Regions from separate parts of the Mus musculus genome. Here all the other regions are linked to region 3. A link is a contact called in public HiChIP or PLAC-seq and promoter capture Hi-C data. All regions are on one chromosome and are shown on one strand. The core of a region is the stretch at or near the end of the contact, and the rest is flanking DNA. Distances in the headings are between cores, read along the strand shown.

Region 1 (3,789 bases), core at 796-3,295, 65 kb before region 3:
ATTTTATATATATATATATACATATATATATATACATATATATAATTGTATATATATGTGTGTGTGTGTGTGTGTTTATATACCTACAGTGATGTAACAATTTCTCACACATAAAGGGATCCTAAATGGAAATGGCTTGAGAGACTCTGGCAGTGAGCAACTGTTAGTACTTCTCAGTATAGCATCATCTACTGGCCATGTCACAGCCTCCTTATAGGCACCTGTTCTCTCATTTACAGAAGAGGAGATCAAAGCTAAGGGAGGTTAAAGATCTCAACTCAGGTCAGAAACTCAAATTTAAGCCTTCCTAATTCCAGTATAGAGACTTGCCTCAGGCTAAACTGGGCTAATTTCAAAGGATCTGACGAAGGATAACTCCAGCTTATCACCTTGCGGTCTACGTATGGCATGGTGCTGCACCCTTTATCATTAGGCAGATAATTCTGGTTGCCAGCCTTGAACACTCCTGCAGCCAAAGGGGAGAGATTTATTTCTTTTCATCTGGAGGTCAGACAGCAATGTGCAGAAGTCAGTTCTCTCTCACCATCACGTGGCTCCTGGCGACTGGACTCAGGCTGTCAAGTCTTTAGCTACTGAGCCATCATCCCCACCTGCTACTCATGTTTATAAGTTTATAACTTAAAATTTAAATTACAAAATAAAATTCTGCAACTATTTTGAAAAATGTCAAGCCTAAAGAACACAGGAAAGAACTGAATAATGAACACCTATACTTATTTCATCTATATTCTATAATTATGAACATTTGCCATATTGTTTTCTCTAATTATCTTTATACTTTATTAACTTTTTATTCTTTGACAATTTTATACATAGATTTCTTGATTATATCCACTTCCAACTTCCTGGACACACCTTCAGGTCTTTTTATTTTCATCCATTCATTTTGACACAGGGTCTCACAGTATAGTCCTGGTTGGCCTGGAATTCTCAAGTTAGGACAGGCTGACTTCCAACTCAGAGATCTGCTTGCTTCTGCTTGTTGAGTGCTAGGACTAAAGTCCTGCACTATCATGTCTGACCTTTTTAAAAACATTTTAATAGGGGCTGGTGAGATGGCTCAGCGGTTAAGAGCACTGACTGCTTTTCCAAAGGTCCTGAGTTCAAATCCCAGCAACCACATGGTGGCTCACAAACCATATGTAACAAGATCTGACACCCTCTTCTGGAATGTCGGAAGACAGCAACAGTGTATATAATAAATAAATAAATCTTTTAAAAAAAACACTTTAATAACCCTCTGATTCCAATTTGTATTGCTTGAATGCTCAGGCCAAGTAGGGACAACCTATCATTCTTTATTCCTTTATAATTTTCTATCTATACGTTTGAAAATGCTTAAGAGTAGTTTTCTCCAAGTATAGTGGCGTGTGCCTATAGGCCTAAGTAAATGTGGCCTGAACTACAGGCCTAAATCTATTTAAAATGTACCAAATGTTTTAAAATCCATCAAACACACACATAAAGGTCAACCTTTTTCTCCTTTCATCCTACCCTCTCCCTCCCAGCCTCTACAATACATGGTTGGTTGGCGGGGGTGGGGGGGGTGGGGGGGTGGGGGGGTGGGGTGGGGGGGGGGACGGACGGACGGACACGCGATGGGGTCTATTAGGTCCTTGGGCAAGTTTATCAACAGTCACCAGAGAAGATGGGAGTACAGACCTAACAACACTAGATGCTAACTGCACCTGAGGCCAAGAAGATTCTCGCCCCAGGTACCGCTAGTTTCATTGTCATAAATTCTACTTCTTTTTTTTTTTTTTTTCCATTTTTTATTAGGTATTTAGCTCATTTACATTTCCAATGCTATACCAAAAGTCCCCCATACCCACCCACCCCCACTCCCCTACCCATAAATTCTACTTCTTGATACACCTAAGGATCCCAGACTGAGAAAAGCTGCCCGGGCTAGCACTGGGCGCAAACGCAGAAGGTTCAGCAGGTCGTCGTGCGCACGCGCAGCTCCCTTGGCCCGCTCCAGTTTCCTGGTGTGGAGCAGAATGCCGCTTCCCGCCCCGCCCCTTGCGTTGCCATGGAGAGTGTCTAAAGCCCGCCTGTGGCAGCGCCCTGGGCCTGGTGTCCTCTGGCGGGGTTTGCGTGGAAGATGTTGAGCCTCTCGGAGCTTCCGCAAAAGAACACAGACTTGGCGGAGATGCAGTCCGGGCCCTTGGGTCGCTGCAGTCACTTTTTTTGGCTGGGCGTCGCCTTCGACGCGGTGGGTGTGGCAGTGCTGTTCACTGGCGTCTTCGCCAACTTGCTGTTCTACGACATGCTGCTCTATTTGGGTTCCATCATCATCTTCGTCAGTCTCCTGTGGTGGATCTCCTGGTACACCGGCAACATAGAGGCGCTCCCGGAAGACCCCTTGAGGGGGACTTCGCCCCGCGAGAGCGGGGTGCACCGTAGCGGCAGCCGTCGCTTCTCGCTGACCCTTAGGAGCGTCTCCGACACCTTTCAGCGGATTCGCCGGCGACGGCGGCGGCGACTCCACCCGCGGGTCGTCCAGCGGATCAGTAGCATCAGCTCTACGGACCCGGGGCAGCTAGAAAGGAACTGCGACGCCAGAACCTCGGGTGGCAGAGCGTTGTTCCGTTCAGCGAAGCCTGAGGCTGTTCTGAATCAGTTTAGCAGAGTCCAGACCTCTAAGAGCCTGCCTCTGGGCATTGTCCACACCGGTCTTTCCATTTGTACTTCTAGGAGTCAACCTGTCTTTTCAGTGACTTCGCAGACCTACCCTTTGGCGTCTGACAGCAATTCTCAGATGGCAATGTCCTCTGACAGCCATGTGTATTTGGACTCTCACTCTCAGGAGCACTCTAAAATCAGTGTGGCCTCTCAGATCTACCCTCTGGAACGAGAAGAAAGTCAGAGCCACCTCTTGGTGATCCCTGACAGTTTATCTATGGTACCCGTGACCTCTCAAAGCCAAATCCTGCCCTCTGTATCTTCTGAAAGCTGTGTGCCTTTGGGCCCTCACTCTCAGGGGCGCTCTAAGATCAGTGTGGCCACTCAGATCTACCCTCTGGAACGAGAAGAAAGCCAGAGCCACTTCTTGGTGATCCCTGACAGTTTATCTATGGTACCTGTGACCTCTCAGAGCCAAATCCTGCCCTCTGTATCTTCTGAAAGCTGTGTGCCTTTGGGCCCTCACTCTCAGGGGCGCTCTAAGATCAGTGTGGCCTCTAAGATCTACCCTCTGGAACGAGAAGAAAGCCAGAGCCATCTCTTGGTGATCCCTGACAGTTTATCTATGGTACCTGTGACCTCTCAGAGCCAAATCCTGCCCTCTGTATCTTCTGAAAGCTGTGTGCCTTTGGGCCCTCACTCTCAGGGGCGCTCTAAGATCAGTGTGGCCACTCAGATCTACCCTCTGGAACGAGAAGAAAGCCAGAGCCACTTCTTGGTGATCCCTGACAGTTTATCTATGGTACCTGTGACCTCTCAAAGCCAAATCCTGCCCTCTGTATCTTCTGAAAGCTGTGTGCCTTTGGGCCCTCACTCTCAGGGGCGCTCTAAGATCAGTGTGGCCTCTAAGATCTACCCTCTGGAACGAGAAGAAAGCCAGAGCCATCTCTTGGTGATCCCTGACAGTTTATCTATGGTACCTGTGACCTCTCAGAGCCAAATCCTGCCCTCTGTATCTTCTGAAAGCTGTGTGCCTTTGGGCCCCCACTCTCAGGGGCGCTCTAAGATCAGTGTGGCCTCTCAGATCTACCCTCTGGAACAGGAAGAAAGCCAGAGCCACTTCCTAGTGCCCATGCCCTCTGA
Region 2 (4,104 bases), core at 1,117-3,616, 64 kb after region 3:
ACTTGTGACCCTCTTGCTTCTGCCTCTAGAATGCTAGAATTACAGATGTGTACCATTGTGCCCAGTTTATCTTCTGTCTTTTGAACAAGGAAAATATATTACTGATAGCAAAAAAATTAAAGACAAATGAAGATATATTCATTGAAATATACTAGACAGATGAATAAATAAAAGGTGATTCATCGACAATACAGGCTTCCATTAATTAACTTAACTGTAGTAAATTCTTAGCAAGCTAAAGCAAAATAGAAAAGCATATGGGACATCAGTCCCTCCAGTGGCTCTTCATAAGACCTAATACTATAAAAGTGCCAGGATCTACTTTTAGAATACACACACACACACACACACATATATATATATACACACATACATACATATATATGTAACTTTTAATGAAATTAATTACTCTTAATGAAGTTTCTTTCTTGAGCCACTCAAGAACAAGTCAAGAACAGACTTTCATTTTTTTTGTTTCATTTTGTTTTGTTTTTTTGAGACATGGTTTCTCTCTGTAGCTTTGGCTGTCCTGGAACTTGCTCTGTAGACCAGGTTTGCCTCAAACTCACAGAAATCCACCTGCCTCTGCTTTCTGAGTCCTAGGATTAAAAGCATGAACCATCACCACCCTGCCAAGAACAGACTTTCAAAGGCAAGTTGCCAGCATTCCTTCATTACCGGGTGCTCTGGGGCTCCTCATCTTCATCTCCATGCATCAGATTTTGAACTAACTGGAGGATGCTCACCATATCTTGTCCACTGCAGAACAAAAAGGGTAGGTGGGTACAAAGAACACACAGCCCCCTCCCCTTCTCCAACCAGTTCTCTCATTCAAATTAACTTGAAGGGATTTTTTTTTCTTATTGTTGTTTTTTCTTTTTAAACATTTGGTAGCTTGCTTAAAAGACAACGAATATTTAGAAACAGGTTATATATTTTTAAAAACCTTCAAATTATATAACTTTACTTATGATTCTTTGATCCAAATTTATTTGATTTTTGAAAGTATTTCCAATATTGCTCTAGCCATATTTCTATAATAGATCATTTCATTCTTGAAGAGGAGAGAATTTTTAACAAGTTATATTTTAAGAGCCAGTCTTCTTAAGAATGCTAAAAGGTTATAAAACCAACAAAAACCCTGACGACACAGGTATATCAATCTTATTTTCTTCCTGGGGAATCTTGTCCAATTGAAACAATAGCCTTAAACATGTAATTTCTTTCCAACTCTTTTTCGAGACAGGGTTTCTCTGTATAGTCCTGGCTGATCCTGGAACTCACTCTGTAGACCAGGCTGGCCTCGAGCTCAGAAATCCACCTGCTTCTGCCTCCCGAGTGCTGGGATTAAAGGCGTGCGCCACCACGCCCGGCTCCAACTCTTTTTCTAAAAATTTATTTATTTACTTTTATTAGACATTTTCGTGATATACATTTTAAATGGTATCCCAAGTTGGAAAATTTGAGACTTGCTTAGAGGATAGACTGCTTGACTTCTATACAAGATATGCTGTTAACTGTTCATTATATACAGAAGGAAAATGTCACTGACTAAAACAGTATGAAGTGGCAAGGCAATATGTGGTGCATAAAATGTAAAAATATTCTACTAATAAGAAAGTGAGTGGCCAGTGGTGGTGGCACACAGTTTTTAATCCCAGCACTCAGGAAGCAGAGACAGGTGGATCTCTGAGTTCGAGGCCTGGACAGCCAGAGGTATCCAGAGAAACCCTGTCTCAAACAAACAAACAAACAAACCCTGATAAAAAGAACAGAAGCATTGAAGGAATACAGTGGGGAGTAGTAGAGAGCTTGTCTAACATGTATGAACTCTAAGTTCAATCTCTAGGACCACAAAAATAGTAGTAAAAAAAAAAAAGAAACACGATCAAAATAATGCTCCAAACTCATCTCTGAAAAGGTGCTAACCTGCACATGAAGTGTTCTGATCCTTTAACACTGAAAGAGGAAAAGGCAGGGGAAAAAGCTGAAGCAACTTTGCTACTCTCCTTGTGATCTGAGTTAGAGACCCAAAGTGCCAGAGCCCATGCATTACAGAACAGGGTGGAGATAGTTTGTGCCTGTAAAGCACTTCCTAGCCTCATATGCTAGACATTAGTGTGATTAAATATAAACACTCCTGAACACTGCTAAAAAGTGTTTAACGTGCTGTTAAACACTTTCAGCTCTTCTCGGGAGATTGAGATACTTTTGTGTAATTAGGAGAATAAACAAGTCCTTGTCCAGTTACAGCTGGAACAGAAGACAGGATCTGCTTCCTGTTCTGAGTGGTTAGAAAGTACTACAGGATTTCAAATCAGCAGGATTCATGCTGCAAGCAGGAAGGACACAAAGCATTCGTACCTGGGTGTGCTAGGCTTGATATTTACTTTATGGTGTGATACTTCCTCAATGCTTTTCTTGTACAGCTTATATTCAGGTCAAAGAACAATTTAAGGGAGTTGTACTGTTAACCTAAGTGTAGTTTCCTGGTTATAAAAGAAAAATTGTTTGCCTCAAGGAAGTTGAGCTAGGACTTTAATTATAGACTGTCTACTAACTTTCTGTGAAAATGACAGCCAGCTATTTCTTTTTCACTAATTGATAAATTTGCTTTAGCCTCAAACAAATTAATCATTCCAGCAATGATTAAAGCTGACATTTTCCTTTCATTTACTATATTATTTTTGTTGTTTGTTTGCTCTTGTTGTTTTTCTTTTCTCTCCCTCTCCTTTCTTTCTTCCTTTTTCTTTTTTTTTTTTTTTTCTTTTTTTTTTTGAAACAGGGAATCTCTATGTAATCCTAGCTTTCTTGAAACTCCCAATGTAGACAAGGCTGGCTTTCAACTCATGAGTTCTGCCTGTCTCTGTCTCCTGGGTGCTGGGATTAAATGCATACACCACTGTGCCCTACTCATTTACTGTATTATAAAAATTATAAACTGTACCAAACTAAAATATTTCTTACAATAAAACTCAGTCTACAGGAGAGATTACAGGTTTCAAGAATGATCTACTTTGCTATCCCGTTAGAATTATGAATTCACTAATGGCTTTTGATCACGGGTTATAGTTCTGAAAGGAGACCAGGTATGGTGGGACATGTCTGTAATCGAAAACTCAGAAGAATAAGGCCAGACAACTGCTACCAGTTGAAGGTAAGCTAACAACAAAAGTTCTGGGAGAGAAAGAAACTAGTAAGTTCCCCACTATCACCTACCAGCCAGTTCTCTAGTACTCTACTGAGTAACTACTTCAATTAACTTGGTACTCATTCAGAATAAACTTATAAGAAAGTAACTGTAAATTTTTGGGTTAAGAAACATTTATACCCTAACTAAAGGTACTGGTTCTCACTGGCACCTACCTGCCTTGGAGTGGCCCTGGAATATCCTCAGATACTGGCTTCTTTCCATTTTCCTCCTCTGTTCTTCTGGTTTAAAGGAAAGGAAAAGTTGACTGTATGTTTTAACCAATAAAGTTTCTAACATATGAACATGCGAACACGTGACTTTACCTAGAACAATCAGTGACTGATGGAAGATTTCAAACCCATTTATTTCATTTCCTTAGATCCCAAATACACTTGAGAGTTTCAAGAAAAGAATAAAAAAAAAAAAAAAACAACCACTTCAAACAGCTGCTTTATCAGTTGGTTCCCTATGGGATTGAACCTACACTAAGAAGTATTTAAATAGCTTCCAGTCTGGGCCAGTGCCCTGAGCAGACCTTGGGTTCGAACTCTGAAGCTAGTCCCACAACACCCAGAGAAAGATCTACTCCCAGGCGCTTTAACACTCCCAGGATCACAGCCTGACCCAGGCACTCAGGAACTCCACTGGACCAGTGGCACAGGTTCTTTCCAGTCTGTCTGGACCAACACCATAACACCCAGAGGAAGCTCCACTCCCAGGTGCTCTAACACGCCCAGGATCCCAGGATCCCAAGATCCCAGGAGCATGGTCACACCAGGACCTCAGGGTCCCAGAGGCAGCTTGACTCCCAGGAACTCTGACACACCCAGGATCTCAGGATCACAGAGACAGCTGAACTCTGAGGAGTTCTGACATAATCAAGATCACAGGAAGGACAGGCTCTAGTCAGA
Region 3 (3,856 bases), core at 325-2,824:
TAAATATTAAGGAGATAAAAGAAAATCAAAGAAATGTGAATTTCTCTAGGAATCTCCTGCTGGAAGAAGGCAATGGCACCATTCTGAAGGGGAACTTGTCTCCAGAAGAGATCTCAATGAGACCTAAAAAAACTTGTCAGACCACAGAATGAGACTAAAGCCTAAATAATGATGGGTAGGATCCAAACCAGCAGAAATAAGGGCCTCAAACCGGATTTATCTGGCAACCGGATTTCTCTCTCCCTCTCTCTCTCTCTCTCTCTCTCTCTCTCTCTCTCTCTCTCTCTCCCTCCCTCTCTCTCTCCCTCTCCCTCTCCCTCCCTCTCCCTCTCCCCTCTCCCCTCTCCCCTCTCCCCTCTCCCCTCTCCCCTCTCTCTCTCCTCTCTCCTCTCTCCCTCCCAAGTGCTGGGATTAAAGGCATGCGCCACCACTCCACCACTGCCCGACTGTATTTCTTTATCTCATGCTAGTCTCCATAACATTAACCACGCGGAGAAAACAAGATTTATTCCAAGCAGCTCCTCAATAGCTGAGGAGTTAAATGATCTGTTAACCTCTTAAGATAATCTGGCTACCTCCCACCCATGACCCCAATTCTTATCGTCAGGTTCTTTGGGCTTCGTGTGTTTTCATGATCTTGCTCCAGACTCTTTCCTCATTGCTCCAGTTCATCCTCCTAGCCTATCTGAAACTTATGAAATATAAAGCTCCGGGATAATGCGGTGGGCGGGCCCATGTCAAGGTATCCCCCTGAGGAATCACACCTTGAGACAGATCAAATATAAAGATGAAATGAATAGGGATATAGAAAGGGGCAGAAGCGGAGGACAAAGAGAGGGAAGAGAGGCTGCCTGAGAACACATGGGAATAGAGAGTGAAAGAACTGGGGTAGTGACTCCTCTGTATGCTGGTGCTGCTGTCACACTTGCCTTGCACCTGGCGGGCAGCGGGCAATGACACAAGCTGTTGCTGGGTAGCTCTTGGCCTGAGCCTGGTGGAATTGTACACCAATAGAAACTCCCGCTCTCCTTCCCTGTGGTCCCTGCGTCAGACCCCAAGCCCCTCCTACTTCTCTTCTGCCCAGCTGCAGGCTGTAGGCACCTTCATTAACCAATCCGGGATAACTGGGGGGTGGGGGGTGAGGGGGAGGAGTTATATAACAAAAGCAGGTATATGTGAGGACCCTGTTTCTTCCGCGCTTACGCCCCCGCGGTGCTAGCTGGGGCCGCAATTCTCGGGTTCCCCACGCCTTCTGCACTACGTCTGCCAGCTGAAAGGGACGTTGACTGAATAAACTTTTGCGAATCAACTCGGCCGAGGCAGGGGTCAGGGCTGGGTGACGCAAAGCGCGAGGCTACCCTCGAGGTTCTCCTTTCCGCGTCCTTAATGCTCAAGTCTCTGCGACTACAGCTGCTGGCACCAGCCAGGAGGGACACGGGTAGTGAGTGGACGCCGACAAAGTTTGGACTACATCTCCCGTGATGCCTTGCAGCCCAAGGGCTATTCCGTCTCCTCGATCTCTTCGGGCTGCTCCACGTCCGCCTGGACTACACATCCGGGCCGAGTCCGCGGTGGGCGCGGCGCCCACGGTGGGCGTGGCATGCCCCGAGGCGGGGCGAAGCGGAGCGGGGCGGGGCGGGGCGGTGGCCACCTAACTCGGCCTGGCGGCGGCCTAGACGATGCCACTGCTGGTGGATGGGCAGCGCGTCCGTCTGCCACGGTCCGCTGTGGAGCTGGTCCGGGCGCACCCGCCTCTGGAGGTGAGCGACCTACCCGGGCTTTCGGGGCGGATGGGAACTCCGCAGCCCGGCCGCCGACGCGCTTTCACTAGGGACCTGGTGAGACGAGGCCCAGAGAGGTTAAGGTGACTTACGGAAGGTCGCACAGCGCGTACACAGCGCGAGGACACTCGGCGGGCTCTGCAAGTCGGGGCGCTCGTGCGGATCCCCGCATTACCCAGCTGCAGAAAGGTGTGGGCGGGGGTCCCAGTTCTTTGCGCGCTCATTCCTGCCCCCCAGGGCGTAGAGGGGCGCGGATTATTTTTTAGCTAGAAATAAGGGATTCGTTTGGAAGTTGCTGGGTCCGGGAGGACTGCTCCCTGATGGAGTCTTGTTCTTTCCTTGTGGGGACTTCTGAAAGAGGGCTCATAGTGAAGGCAGTGATGACCAAGTATCCCACATACTAATTTGGACTCAGCCCGTCCATGGATCTCACATAGTACAGTCTAGGACGGGACCTGTTTCCTAATCAGTTATAGCCTTGAAGGAAAGATGCCCACGTTCCCTCTGAGAGGTGAAGCACTGCGTCTCTGTGGAGTTTGTGGTTCTGTCTGCTTACTTGCTTTGTCTTCCCCTGGATCTGCTTCCTGGAGCAAATGCTTCCTGAAAGCAGATGGCATTGTGCTAACCGAATATTTGTTGGGTAAGTGAATGGGCAGAATGACCCCTGAGAACTACGGGACAGGGAGACTGACTGTTAATTTGAATTTCAAGACAGCCTGATCCTAATACTGGCTCCTACAAATCGGGCTAGGCACTGTACACTGTGTCGATGAAGCCAGAAATAACACAAGAAAAGTTCCAGCACTTCAAGGATTTAGGAGCCTCTCTCCTGTGTCTGAAACTTGTAGTTTTAGTGGCCACGCAGCACATTACATGAGGCAGAGACGAGGTGATGTAGGGTGGTGTCTCCGGAAGCAAGGGTTTGGTTTATTTAGGGAGACGCAGCCCAGAAAGGATGCAGAGTGGAGAGTTGGTTTTCAAGAGCAGGGAAGTGGGGCCAAGGAGGCCCCCAGTGAGGAGGGCAAAGAGGGCTGCACATAGAGGCCAGGGGAACAGTTGGAGTGAGGACTTCAGGCCCACTTGCCTTAGGGGATGATGTGAAGGCTCCGTAGAGGAAAGTAGAAAATCAGGTCCTTGGTCACAACCATTCTTCTAAGTTTTGGTTCAATTTTGTTTTTGAGACAGGATTTCTCTGTGGAGCCTTGGCTGTCCTGAACTTGTTCCGTAGACCATTCTGGCCTCAAACTCTGAGATCTACCTGCCTCTGCCTCCCCTACTTTATTTATATGCTAGGCAATCTTCTGTTTAAAAAGATTTGGGATAGGGTCTGTGTTGCTCTGGAGTCTCACTGTAGGCTGGCGTCTGGCTCTAAGAGCTCTTCTCTCTCCTTCATCCCACATGCTGGCGTTAAAGATGTGCACTAGCACATGCTGATCTTTCTGTACTTATCTGTGTGAATGTATGCGCACATAGGTGAGTGTGTATGTGTGTGCACAGGGAGGCCAGAAGGTGGCATCAAGCACCTGTCTCTCCACTGTGTGTAATTCCTTTGAGTCACGGTCTCTCCCTGAATATGTGTCTTAGCTAGGCTGGGATGGAGCAAGCCCTAGCCATCCTCTTGCCTCACGCACCTCAGAGTTGGGGTTACAGTCATGTGTGGGAGTCTTGGCTTGTGAGTGCTGGGACCCCACTTCTGGTAGGTTTCCCACAGCAGTTTTAACTACTGCAGCATCCTCTCTGTGTGAGCCCTGTCCTCCTTTTCTATTTCAGAGAGACAAGCTGACCGTGAATGCCTTGAGACCTCTTACTTCAGTGATACTGTGATTAGAGTTATTATCCAATGTGCCCATCATGATACATTAAAAAAAATTATTCTCAGCTGGGCGTGGTGGCGCACGCCTTTAATTTCAGCACTCAGGAGGAAGAGGCAGGCGGATTTCTGAAGTTTGAGGCCAGCCTGGTCTGCAAAGTGAGTTCCAGGACAGCCAGGGCTATACAGAGAAACCCTGTCTGGAAAAACCAAAAAGAAAAAAAAAGTTATAAGAAAATTATTCTCTTATTTATTCTCTTATATA

The links. HiChIP or PLAC-seq counts read pairs in DNA pulled down with a chosen protein or histone mark. Capture Hi-C pulls out chosen DNA fragments and counts their contacts.
Region 1: a contact with region 3 is called in a promoter capture Hi-C map of liver. The contact joins the promoter of A930007A09Rik here to the promoter of Ntan1 in region 3. A contact is called at or near these places in 4 of 39 promoter capture datasets (embryonic stem cells, fetal liver, frontonasal cranial neural crest and 1 more), 10 of 484 Hi-C or Micro-C datasets (CD4 T cells, CD8 T cells, bone marrow-derived macrophages and 6 more), 9 of 115 datasets of contacts at active chromatin or transcription factors (the SCID.adh cell line, effector CD8 T cells, embryonic stem cells and 3 more) and 3 of 9 other capture datasets (adipose tissue, liver and pancreatic islet).
Region 2: an H3K4me3 HiChIP or PLAC-seq map of intestinal villus epithelium shows a contact between it and region 3, with 11 read pairs. The contact joins the enhancer-like site here to the promoter of Ntan1 in region 3. A contact is called at or near these places in 1 of 39 promoter capture datasets (liver), 2 of 15 datasets of contacts at CTCF or cohesin (CD8 T cells and the NIH/3T3 cell line), 8 of 484 Hi-C or Micro-C datasets (the CH12 cell line, DN3 thymocytes, Sertoli cells and 5 more), 10 of 115 datasets of contacts at active chromatin or transcription factors (the SCID.adh cell line, bone marrow-derived macrophages, embryonic stem cells and 5 more) and 3 of 9 other capture datasets (adipose tissue, liver and pancreatic islet).

What each region holds. Positions count from the first base shown.
Region 1 is chr16:13,752,519-13,756,307 of GRCm38.p6, forward strand. It overlaps A930007A09Rik (RIKEN cDNA A930007A09 gene), which reads left to right and starts at 2,046. Exons shown (of 1, transcript NM_001357954.1): 1 at 2,046-3,789. The coding sequence starts at 2,126.
Region 2 is chr16:13,881,200-13,885,303 of GRCm38.p6, forward strand. Pdxdc1 (pyridoxal-dependent decarboxylase domain containing 1) reads right to left here. Exons shown (of 23, transcript NM_053181.3): 3 at 3,367-3,432; 4 at 679-759. Among named protein-coding and RNA genes, the nearest start is that of Pdxdc1, 20 kb to the right of the region's middle. Within about 2 kb of position 2,367, at least 33 of the 459 cell types and tissues checked have an H3K27ac peak or open chromatin away from gene starts, as enhancers often do. A contact at or near this core is called in intestinal villus epithelium and pancreatic cancer cells, where this site is marked.
Region 3 is chr16:13,817,677-13,821,532 of GRCm38.p6, forward strand. Ntan1 (N-terminal Asn amidase) reads left to right here and starts at 1,575. Exons shown (of 10, transcript NM_010946.4): 1 at 1,575-1,760. The coding sequence starts at 1,680.